Regions from separate parts of the Hordeum vulgare genome. Here region 1 is linked to region 2. The links are chromatin contacts, called in public Hi-C maps. All regions are on one chromosome and are shown on one strand. Each heading gives the region's core, a stretch centred on a gene start, on an enhancer-like site or on the middle of the called end of the contact. The rest is flanking DNA. Distances are from core to core; before and after follow the strand shown. Region 1 holds the start of LOC123451908 (protein PIN-LIKES 7). Region 2 holds the start of LOC123451907 (nudix hydrolase 23, chloroplastic).

What was found. A called contact is a pair of places that touch in the nucleus more often than the background predicts.
Region 1: a contact with region 2 is called in a Hi-C map of seedling, with 2.7 times the contacts expected there. The contact joins the promoter of LOC123451908 here to the promoter of LOC123451907 in region 2. A contact is called at or near these places in 2 of 6 Hi-C or Micro-C datasets (leaf and seedling).

The regions. Positions count from the first base shown.
Region 1 is chr5H:512,592,779-512,597,992 of MorexV3_pseudomolecules_assembly, forward strand. LOC123451908 (protein PIN-LIKES 7) reads right to left here and starts at 3,588. Exons shown (of 10, transcript XM_045128464.1): 1 at 3,352-3,588; 2 at 803-1,052; 3 at 628-707; 4 at 294-418; 5 at 67-191. The coding sequence starts at 937.
Region 2 is chr5H:512,436,054-512,441,679 of MorexV3_pseudomolecules_assembly, forward strand. It overlaps LOC123451907 (nudix hydrolase 23, chloroplastic), which reads right to left and starts at 2,597. Exons shown (of 7, transcript XM_045128462.1): 1 at 2,169-2,597; 2 at 1,617-1,748; 3 at 1,272-1,348; 4 at 589-724; 5 at 356-496; 6 at 194-252. The coding sequence starts at 2,360.

The DNA.
Region 1 (5,214 bases), core at 2,338-4,837, 160 kb after region 2:
AACAGCCTGATCTCTCGGCGGCGTAAGAGGGACGAGCAACGTGTATTGGTGGCGAATTCTGCTTACAGCCATGGACAGCGACGAGTAGGAGAGGCCGCGCGATCGGCACTGGCTCCGATCGTTCCCAAACGGGTTGCCATCTTCGTCGCAGACGGCCGGGACGACGATCAGCAGCAGGTTGCCGAGGTTTCCTGCATTTTTGGTCGATGTCGGACACTGTTAGCATCATGAATTCATGATACGGAAACCAACATCATCATGACAACTCAAAGTCTGAAATTGTGTGTGTGTACCTGCTGAGCAGAAGGCCATGATAAGGCCACGAAAATGCTGCGGCGGTTTCAGGATCTTGCACGCTAGCCAGCCTAGAGCACTGCCAACCAGGAATGTGATTGCTATGTTCACCGGCATGAACCACCTGTATGATGTAAAGCTTGCTCGTGTCAGTCCATTTGAGTTGGATGTTTATGCAGGCATGTTTACTGAATGTTCTGTCCCTTGGGAAAACAAATGCATGCCTCTTCTTTGACATTCAGAGAACTTGTTAAATGGAAGCACGGAATTGCAGCAGCTATTCAAGGACTGGCTTCTTGGAAGCTATGAGACCTGATGAAAGCAGTGACTCACCAGGAGATGACGTCGGACAGCGTGACCGTCTTGGCGAGGTTGGCGAAGATGAGCGATGGGGTGAAGACTGTAAAAACAACCTGCCCAAAATAATGGGTTCAGGCAATTACAAAGGCAGTATTAGGCCAAGGATGAAACAGAATTTAATTTAATGTGCCAATGGAAGCTGGATCACCTTGTTCATGTCCCTGCGGGCGCTGGCGGTGAAAACCTTGCTGTAACCAGAGGCGAGGAAGGCTCCGATGACGCCGATGAGCAGGACCTGGACGATGGGCATGGATGCCACCACGAGCAGCGACAAGAAGCCCATCTTCCCGGCCCTGATGCAGGATCACGTCTCTTCCTCAGACCCCTGCTGATCTTCTTAGCTTCTGTCCTATGATGTCAATGATGGTTTTCACACACGCCTTCTGAGGCCCGATCGCCTGACAGATTCAGATAAGAGAGACACAAGAAAATCAGAATGGCTGAATGATCGGACTAGACTAGACTGGAGCTGGGCGTCAAGATCAGACTAGTATGTAGGCCGGGTGTGCAAGATGTGCAGCAGGAACAGATCGAGCAGCAGATGTACGGGTGAAGGCCGACGATGCCAACGTTGGAGCAGGGTAGCGACGTTGGCTAAGCTCCCTGCATGATGTCGGCAAGGGCGACGGCAGCGGCGTCTAGCAAGAGCCAAGAGGCGACGGCGGCGGCGAAGAAACCTAGCAGACGTGCGAAGCAATGATGCGTCGAGATAGATGGGCGCCTCGGGTTATGTGACTTATGTCTTTCGCGGGTGGCATTTATTTTGTAATAACTACCAACGTCAAGGGCACAGATATATACCCGTTCGATTTTTAATGGGCTGCGCTCGGGAAGTTGCTCCCGAGTAGCTTCTCCCAAACGTGAAGGGCCTGGCCCCGGGGAACCATTGGTGGCCACAGCATGTCTGGATGGCATTGTTCCATCTCCACGGAGCTAAGACTGGTTGTAACGGGAAGTATATATACAGGACCATGCATATGATAATAATGTATGATACTATATCCGTAATGCATAGTATCATGTACTAGTATCATAAAACAGTTCATTTATTGCCATGCATGACACATACTAACACAACATTTAATATGATACAGTATCATAATATGATACTCAATCATCTCTTTTTTCATTTAATTCTATGTCACCTCATCAAATATGCCTATGTGGCATGCATGATACTACTTATGATACTTCAATTACAACCAGCCTAAGGGCAACTCCAACGGGTTGACCCAAACGAACGACGGTTTTGTTCGTCGTTTGCCCGTTTTGATCGGCCGAGCAGACATGAATGTCCGTTTCGACGTTTGGGTCGACGCATGCGCACAACGCTGACTCGATTCATTTTTACCGACATGTAAAAAAAATATAAAGTATTTGAGAATATAATAAGCACGCATAATTGAACATTAAAAGCCGGTCACGAAGGCCGACGAGAGTCCACGCGTTACATTATAAATTGAAAAAAACAGGCGTCCTTGGCGGCGGCGGCGAGGTCGGGCTATGCCAGAGCAGGGGGCGGGTTGTGCCGGCGCGGGTAGTGCTGGTGTCGACGATGGCGCAGCATGGGCGTGCTTGTTCGCCAGGTGCAGCGTCATCTTATCATGAAGGTAGGCGGCCTCCTCGAGGAGCAGCACGGGGGTAGACGACGAGGATGTTCTGGGCGAAGCCGGGCGTAGCACGGGCGCGCTCGTGCACCTGGTGCATTGCCCTCTTGGCCTGCAAGTAGGCGACCTCCTCTGAAAGCATCGCACGGGCATAAACGACGAGGTTGTCGCCGTTGTCCATGACTGTTGGGTCGTCGACGAGGAAACAAAGGGGTGGCGAGATGGGGACGTGGGAGGGTTTTGGAAGCAAATGGCCGAACCCTACCACACGCTCGGATTAAAAAGGCGGACCACGGCCGTGACGCGTGGGCCCGAGGAGGGCGGCTGTCATAAATTATGTTGACCGCGGTGGTTGGGGTGGACACTGAGAGGGCGCGCGCGCGTCCGCTTTGCGTCCGCGCCGACGCATTTCAGTTCCAAATTTATACCAAAAATGGATCGGCGCGGACGTGGAGCGGACATGTTTTAAAAATGAGTCGACGCGTTGGGCCACCTTTTGTGTCCGCACCGATCCAAATCGATAACAACAAATAAAATGGATCGCACCGTTAAAGTTGCTCTAAGCTTTCATTAATTTACGTAATCCATTTAGCTGCTGCTACCTTCTAGCATATGCTAGTTGTACTGTGATCCGAAAGAGAATGGTCCTCATGGCAGCACGTTGCGAGAGGTAAGCTATCACCAAAAGGAAAAAAAAATTCATGTGGTTTCGATGAAATGAAATCGTGGAGCCGCTCTGTTTTTCAAAAGAGAATTCTCCAAAAAAATCCAAAACAGAAAGGAGAGGTGTGCCTTGTCAGCGACGGTGGTAGGTGAAGGCGTAAATCACTTGTGCGTTTAGACAGGCAGCGCATGCTTTGAGGAAAGGAGAACGAGCTCGCCGGCGTCCGGAGACGACACAAACGAACGGGCTGGGACACGGAAATTCTCCAAGACTCACTGAACTTGCTATACTATTCACCAAGATTGAAGAAGAAAAGACATGGAACGCGGCAGCAGGTAGGAGATGGAGCTCGAGAAGAAGAGGAAGCAAATAAAGACGGCGGGGTCGATCGCGGACGCAGAGGCGAGGTAATTTAAGCGTAGTTACCTGAAGAATGCGCGGCGGGGCAGAGGAGCAAGGAGGATGGAGGTGTCCACCACCGGAGACGGGAGAGAAGGAGGAGCTGCACGTACGGTAGCCGGCACTGGATGGACGCAGCCGGGAAAGGCATACGTTTAAATAGGACAGCCATCGAGGCACGTACGCTGGCAGACGCCGGGCCGGAGAAGAGATGGCGCCTACACCGCATCCACCTATAATCCTCCTTCCCGGCCCCTTGCCCGCCAGCCGCCGCCAACACAGACGTCCGTCTGTCGCTAGCTAGCTAATACGCACATGGTTGTGTGGCTATCCGTCTGCCGGAGCCCATCGCGTCTCCATCTCTTTGACCGCGCGCGCGCATCCCCTTGTTTACGCAAAGAGCGAGAGCAAGTTGGACTCCCCTTGTTCAGTGATTAAAACAGCTCAGCTCAGCCTCGTGCTCTCTTTTGGTACTCCCTCTGTTCACTTTTATAAGAGCATCTTCTACGGCCGAGCCAAAAGACATGCGTGCGCGGTAAACCCACCTTTTAGCGCGTGCAAAACGTTTTACCGCGCTCCAGCGGTGGCGGAAAACTCGCGCGCGGGAACAGTTTTCGCGCGCGTGCGAAAAGACGGCAGCTCGCGCGTCATTTTTGCCGCACCGTTTCCGACGCGTCTATAAAATACGGCGCTCGCCACGCGCCTTTTCCACGACTCCTCTTCCTCTGCCACGCGCACCTCCACCGCTCCAGCGCCCCTCCACCGACGCGCCACCATGCCGCCGCGCCGCCGAGGAGCGTCGGGCTACCGCGGGTACTAGTCCGAGATACGCTCCAGCGATCTCCAGCTCAGCCTCGGCACCTACGAGACGGCGCACAAGGCCGCCCGTGCGTTCGACGCGGCGGTGTGGCGCCTAGGCAGACCGCGCGGGCAGATGAATTTCCAGGACGTCTACACGCTCCAGTAGGCGCTCGACGTCGCCCCGCCGCCTCGTCTTAACACAGCACAAGACCGTGCGAAGCATGCTGCGCGGCAGCGCCGCCTCCTCGTCGTCCAGGAGGACGAGCGGGTCATGGCGGAGTGGCGCCGGCGCCACCCGGAGGACGTCGCCTACGAGCAAGTCTACTGGACAAGGCGCCACGAGGAGGACACACGAAGGCGCCGCGAGGAGCGGTTGGACACGCGTCGGCCGAAGGCATTGGCGAATGCGCAGGCGGATATCGTTGCAGCAGGCGGGAGGTCGTTCTTCACGGAAAACGATGATCGTTGGTTGGACATATGGCTCTCAACCTCGGACAACACCGACGAGGATGATGATGGTGATGATGGTAGCGACTAGGAGTAGTTTCTATCTAGTTGCACCGTAGTTTTATCTATGCTTTCGAACTATCTATCTAGTTACACCGATGTAAAATACCTTTGTATCTTTTTAATTTATGCAATCTATCTAGTTTTTATTTATCTATACTTCTGATTTATTTAAAATAAAAAAGTGTTGTGAGCGCGCGCTGCTGGAGCGGCGCGCGCTGCATTTTAGCGCTGCGCGCCGCGCCAATTCAGGCGATGGGCGCGCGACAAACCAGTTGTTTGCGCGCTGCGCGTTCGGCGCCTGTTGGAGATGCTCTAAGGTGTAAATACGTGCAAATTAGCTTAATTTATTGACAAAGGAAATATTCGACAATAGATGCTACGGTGAAAACAACACATTCACGCACAAAAAATGACAGAAAAAGTACAAAAGAGATAAATGTCGACAATGACGCACTCCAGGAAGGTCCAGCGGCACCCACGGATGCCACCGTGTCGGTGTCAACCATGCCGACACGGGTTTCCCCTATCCCAACCAGCACCTCGGACGCTGCGGATTCTGCCACCAAACCAACCATCACT
Region 2 (5,626 bases), core at 1,347-3,846:
GGGAACAGCTACAACAAAAAAGTGCTGTATGCATGATATCGTGGAAAGCTGAAAAGTGGATTATGCATAGAGGCTTAGAGCAAACAGGAAACTAGCAAAGGTTCTCAAGTTCAGTGATCATGACAAGAGGATTTAAGGGTTAAGGGCAACTGATCATGACAACGACCACATGCCCAAATGAAGAGAGTTGCACCTCTTGTTTATAGTGCAATAGTGGAATTTGATGTTTCCAGCCTTGACATCTTCAATATACTGCAACAGTTTTTACACATGTCAGAATCTTATGATGCCAAAAAGTCTGAAAACTAGAACTTGCTAGAAAATACAAAAGCTTGAACTGGAGGAGAGGGCGTACCATTCTCAAAGTGACAATGATTGAAGAAAATGCTAGAGAATCGAACGGTATATCATCCAGAGCAAAAAGTGCACATTCTAGCGATTCGGATCCAGGTGAGAAACTGGGGGTCTTCATTCTTGCTCGGAAAATAATGTAACTCTACTGCATGCCATCACAATACACAAGAAGAATCCACTTAGTAGTGTATGAAGTTAAGCATGAATTGTCCGATTAGGCTACTTTTCACTCACTTGGCCAATTAGCGGAATATCCAACTGAGCAAAAGGTGAGACTATCTCCACATCTGCACAAGCTTCTTCCAATGTTTCCCTCGAGGCTCCTGCTGCTGCAGACTCTCCAACTTCCAAATAACCAGCAGGAAGAGTCCTGTTGATGTAACCTTGATTAGAATGATAGACCAGCACCAAAATTACTATGTTCTTACAGTAACAACGAAATTTGTCCATGCTTTGCAAATGAAGATGAAAATGAACTCTACAGTTGTACTCTACAAATACTACCGCATCTGTTCCGTATTATAAGACGTTTTGGATATTCTAATACGAACTACATACGGACTGAAATGAGTGAACAAACACCCTAAAACACGTCTATATAATTCGGAACAGAGGGAGTATAAGCAAACATTCTCTGTAAATACTCCCTCCGTCCCAAATTAAGTGTCACAACTTTGTACTAGCTCTAGTACAAAGTTGTACTAAGCTTGAGTCACTTATTTTGGGACGGAGGGAGTACTTCACTATGGATGTAAAATTGGTTTTGATACTACATGCATAGACATGAACATATATCTTATGGTAATAAACTAATAACCGTAGAGCATAGTAAAACCATGTGGCCCGCCAATACCGTACAGAGAACCACCAGAAACCCTGACTAGATATAACTAATGGACTTATCAAGAGCAGCTTACCAAAGGCCATAAGCCGGTTCAATCTTTCTTCTGCAAAGGAGGACCTTGTTATCATGCTCCACAAGACAACCGACAACCTACAAAGACGACACAGATTAATGACAAAACAAATGGGCAAAAGCTAACACGCCTACACGTGTTATTTGCCATATGAATTTCCATAGTCGAACAATGATAGAACAAAGATATGTAAAAGCATCAGGTCTGTAGAATGGAAACTCAGAAGCAGTTGGCATTTTAATCAAGCAAACGACAGTATCTTGGTTCTAAACTGGAAATGCATATGCACATATCGTGTGAACTCTGAAGATGGCACCTATTCATACACTGTTGTCCAGTCCATACCATTTTGGGGTTCTCGTAGTGCACTCTCCCACAAGAAGAACAGACAGCCCTCATCTTCTCGTCTCCGTCTGGCACGGCCAATTTCGTCGGACTTCCACAGGCTGGGCAGAAAGGTATCCTCGACTTGGGCATCTGCATAAGGGGACAGTCAGCGGCGGTTAGGTGTGTGTTCAGTCGGCTAGAGCGGTAGAGCAACGAGTATTATCTCAGGAAATCCCTGAAAGCTATCATCCACTAATTTGATCCTGAGTCGACGCCACATCCACCCACACGCACGGTAGATAATTGTGCTAAGGGATAGGGAGACAGAGCACCATGGTTGCAACCGGCAGAGGATGCCTCGTGGCTCACAGTTGCTAAGGCAGGCATCCCTTCCCATCCACCAGTTGCTAAGTCAACGCACTAGATGGTACACCCACGGCGATTATTCTACGTCCCCAGCATCTCAGCTCCGACATCAGCGACGCCGGCAGCCGGGCGCCGAACCGCGGCACGGCCAGACATCATACGGACGGACGCGTGAGGAGGAGGAGGAAGGCGCATCAGGCTCACCGCGGGGGCCGGGGGCGGCGAGGGGGCGGAGGGGGAGCTGGCGCCGGCGCCGGAGTGGTTGGAGGCCGACATCCGGAGCGGGCGGAGGCGGGCGGCGGCGGCGGTGCGGGGAAGGGGCGCGGCGGCGGCGCGGCGGGCGAGGAGGCGGGCGGCGTGGGGTAGGAGGAGGTGGTGGGATCTGAGGAGGAGCATGGCGGTCGGGCGGGTTTAGTAGGGGGGAGGTTGGTTGGTGGGGATGGGAGGAGGACGGCGACTGGGGGAAGGGGAGGTTGCGCGGTGAGGTCGGCCGCGGAACACGTCGGCGGGCGGTGGTGATTTGGCTATGTGGGCGGTGGCTATTGGGCGACGCGGCGGGACGGGGTGGGTCGCCACCAGCGACGGGGCCGGCGCGCTGGATAAACAATTTGGGAAGATGGCGTGGCGGGTTTATCCTCCACGTTCTTCTAACACACTACATACGTTCATCATTACGAACGTAAATACGCACACCGTATCCCTATAAACACATTCGATAGACTGAGCCAACATGTCATCTTGAGTTTTACGAAGTCATCGTAGATGCCTCGTTGTCGACGAAACGTTTCCTCCCACTAAAAGTGTATCGTCGAAAATCTTAAAATAAATCCAGAAATAATGCAAGCATCAGAACTTAAACCTTGATGAGGTTTATCCTCGGTATCCTGTCTGTGTGAAACACATTTTTTTAAAACATACAGCTTATGCAACTACTTGTATTTATACGTCAAGAAAGTAAGTAGTACATGAACTCGTTTAAATACAAACATCCATAAAGGATATAAGCAATTCGGCTGCCACCGCCAAACTACAACTGAGAAGACCATGATAAAAAAACAAAATAACAAGTTGGTCCATCATCTTCTCTGGACAAGCCGAAGATGCTCAACGCCAACGTCTTCCGTCGTTGAAATTGTCGGAGAAAAACCACTACCGCGGAGCATGACACCCACACCCGGTGAAGCCCCACACCCTCTAGCTTTATTGAGCCCCAAATAGCCTCCCAGCCTAATGACCAGGATGAAATCCGGTAAAGATCAGGCGGCCGAAGGCAACCTCCCTCCATGAGGCGCTCTCCGAGCTTGCATCGTCTCGGATCTGGGGATTTGACCACACCGTCTACACCGAGACGGCCAGATCCACGCTTCATTGCCCCGTACCGAAGACCGCCACAGCTGCTCGCCTTCGCGTCCGCCACAGCTTCGCCACACATGGCAACCGCAGACGAGTGTCGCTTCCAAAGCGTAACCCCTGTACACCTCCCCTCACAAACTCCACAACTACGCGAGAGACCTCGCCGCTAGGACAACACCGTAGTCGGAGGGACCTTATTCCTACCCAAGTCCGCCGGTGCCGCGACATCATACTCGGTTAGAGAACTAACCTAGATAGCGTAGGGACTGTACAGCCACCGGCTGGAGGAGAACCGTGGTTTGCTGCTTCTCTAAGGCCCAGAGGGGCACCGGAGACGGAGCGGCCCAACGGCCTCACTGACTGGAGCGACGCCGCTCGCCCTCCTTTCGCCTCCCTTATCACCTCCTACAATAGCTCTGGAGTGGAGAAGAATGTTCTAGAGGTGTGAAACGCATTTTTAAAGGGGAAATATATGCATGACTACTTTTCTTGTTCCAATCCGATGACTCATTTGATTTCTCATTAGGCTGGTCATAGTGAAAAGTAACTTACACTAATGTTATTATTTTTATAGTGCAGAGTAACATAGTAATAGTGTCATACTCTTTTCGTCCGGACATACTTGTCGGAGAAAGGGTGTATCTATACGTATTTTAGTTATAGATATATCCATTTTTATCCATTTGTGCGACAAGTAATTCCGGACAAAAGGAGCAGATGACTTCTTTTATTAGGTTATAGACTCATTCCTTCTTGGGAAGTATTACTCTAAACACCTCTCTTCTCATTAACTACATGACACATAAGCAAAGTTGTCTTGAAATGCGCTATCTTACTAGCTAAGTTACTCCCATTATGACCGGCCTTAGGCCATCTTTCAAGGCTGACACCACCGATGTCGGTGTCAAAATAGGCGGATCTTGGGTAGGGAGTCCCGAACTATGGATCTTGGATCAATGGGTAACAGGAGACAAGGGAGACGATATTTACCCAGGTTCGGATCCTCTTTCAAGAAGGTAAAACCCTACGTCTTTCTCTTGTTTATATTGATGGTGGAGTATTGAATACAGAGTTAATCTACCACGAGATCGTACGTTGTGGTCTAAAACCCTATAAGTAATGATTTTAATATGCCATGTGAGCTACTTATATAGATACAAGGGGTACTAGGGTTACACGATGTTGGTTACACCAAGAAGAAAACATGGTGATTATCATCTTGCCTTGGAGCGTACGCTAAGTCTTCGGAGGAGTCCGTTCTGGATACAAGGCGGTCTTGTAATTTGGGCTCCGGTCAAAATTATAGGACGACTGTGAGTCCGGCCCATGAAAATAGCCAAGCGGCCCAAGGACCTCTTAGTCTGAGATTCCCTCAGTAGCCCCCAAACTGGCCTCCAATGCCGCAGTCTTGATCTAGCATCTCATGCGTCCAACGTCTTCGGCTTGCGTGGCGAGTTCCCCTCTTCCCCTATGTTCGACCGACTCCAATTTGGTTTGCGGCGCATTCCCAATTGTCAAAGCGTCGCATGGCCCACAAAATTGACCTTTGTTGGGAACGTAGTAGTAATTCAAAAAAAACCTACGCTTCACAAGGATCTATCTAGGAGAAACGAGCAGCGAGCAAAGGGGTAGAGCATCTTCATACCTTTGAAGATCGCTAAGCGGAAGCGTTACTAGAACGCGGTTGATGGCGTCGTACTCACATCGATTCACATCGCGGAAGATTCTGATCTAAGCGTCAAACAACGACGCCTCCGCGTTCAACACACGTGCAGCCCGGTGACGTCTCCTACGCCTTGATCCAGCAAGGAGAGAGGAGAGGTTGAGGGAGAGCTCCGGCAGCACGACGACGTGGTGACGATGGAGTTGCGTGGTACTCCGGCGGGGCTTCGCCAAGCGCTATGGAGGACGAGGAGGAGGAGAGGTAGGGCTGCGCCGAGGGGAGGAAGAACTTGTGTGCTTGCAGCCCCAAACCCCTTGGGTTTATATAGGAGGAGAGGGAGGAGGGTGCGCCACCCCTAGGATTTCCCCTAGGTGGTGCGGCAGCCCTAGATGGGAGAGGGGTGGCGCCCTAGTGTGGGCTTGGCGCCCAAGGTAGCCCCTCCACGCCCTAGGGTTGGCCCCTTAGCCCCTTGTGCGCCTTGGGCCTTAGGTGGTGTAACACCCTGATTTTTCAAACCTTTTCTTTTAAAGATATTTTTGAAGATCACTTGCAACTTGGTGGATTTTCAAATTCCCAAAGCAAGTTGGATTGTGAAGTCCCTGATTTCTTGTCTCAAGCAACCCAAAATATTTTGCTTTTTACTAAA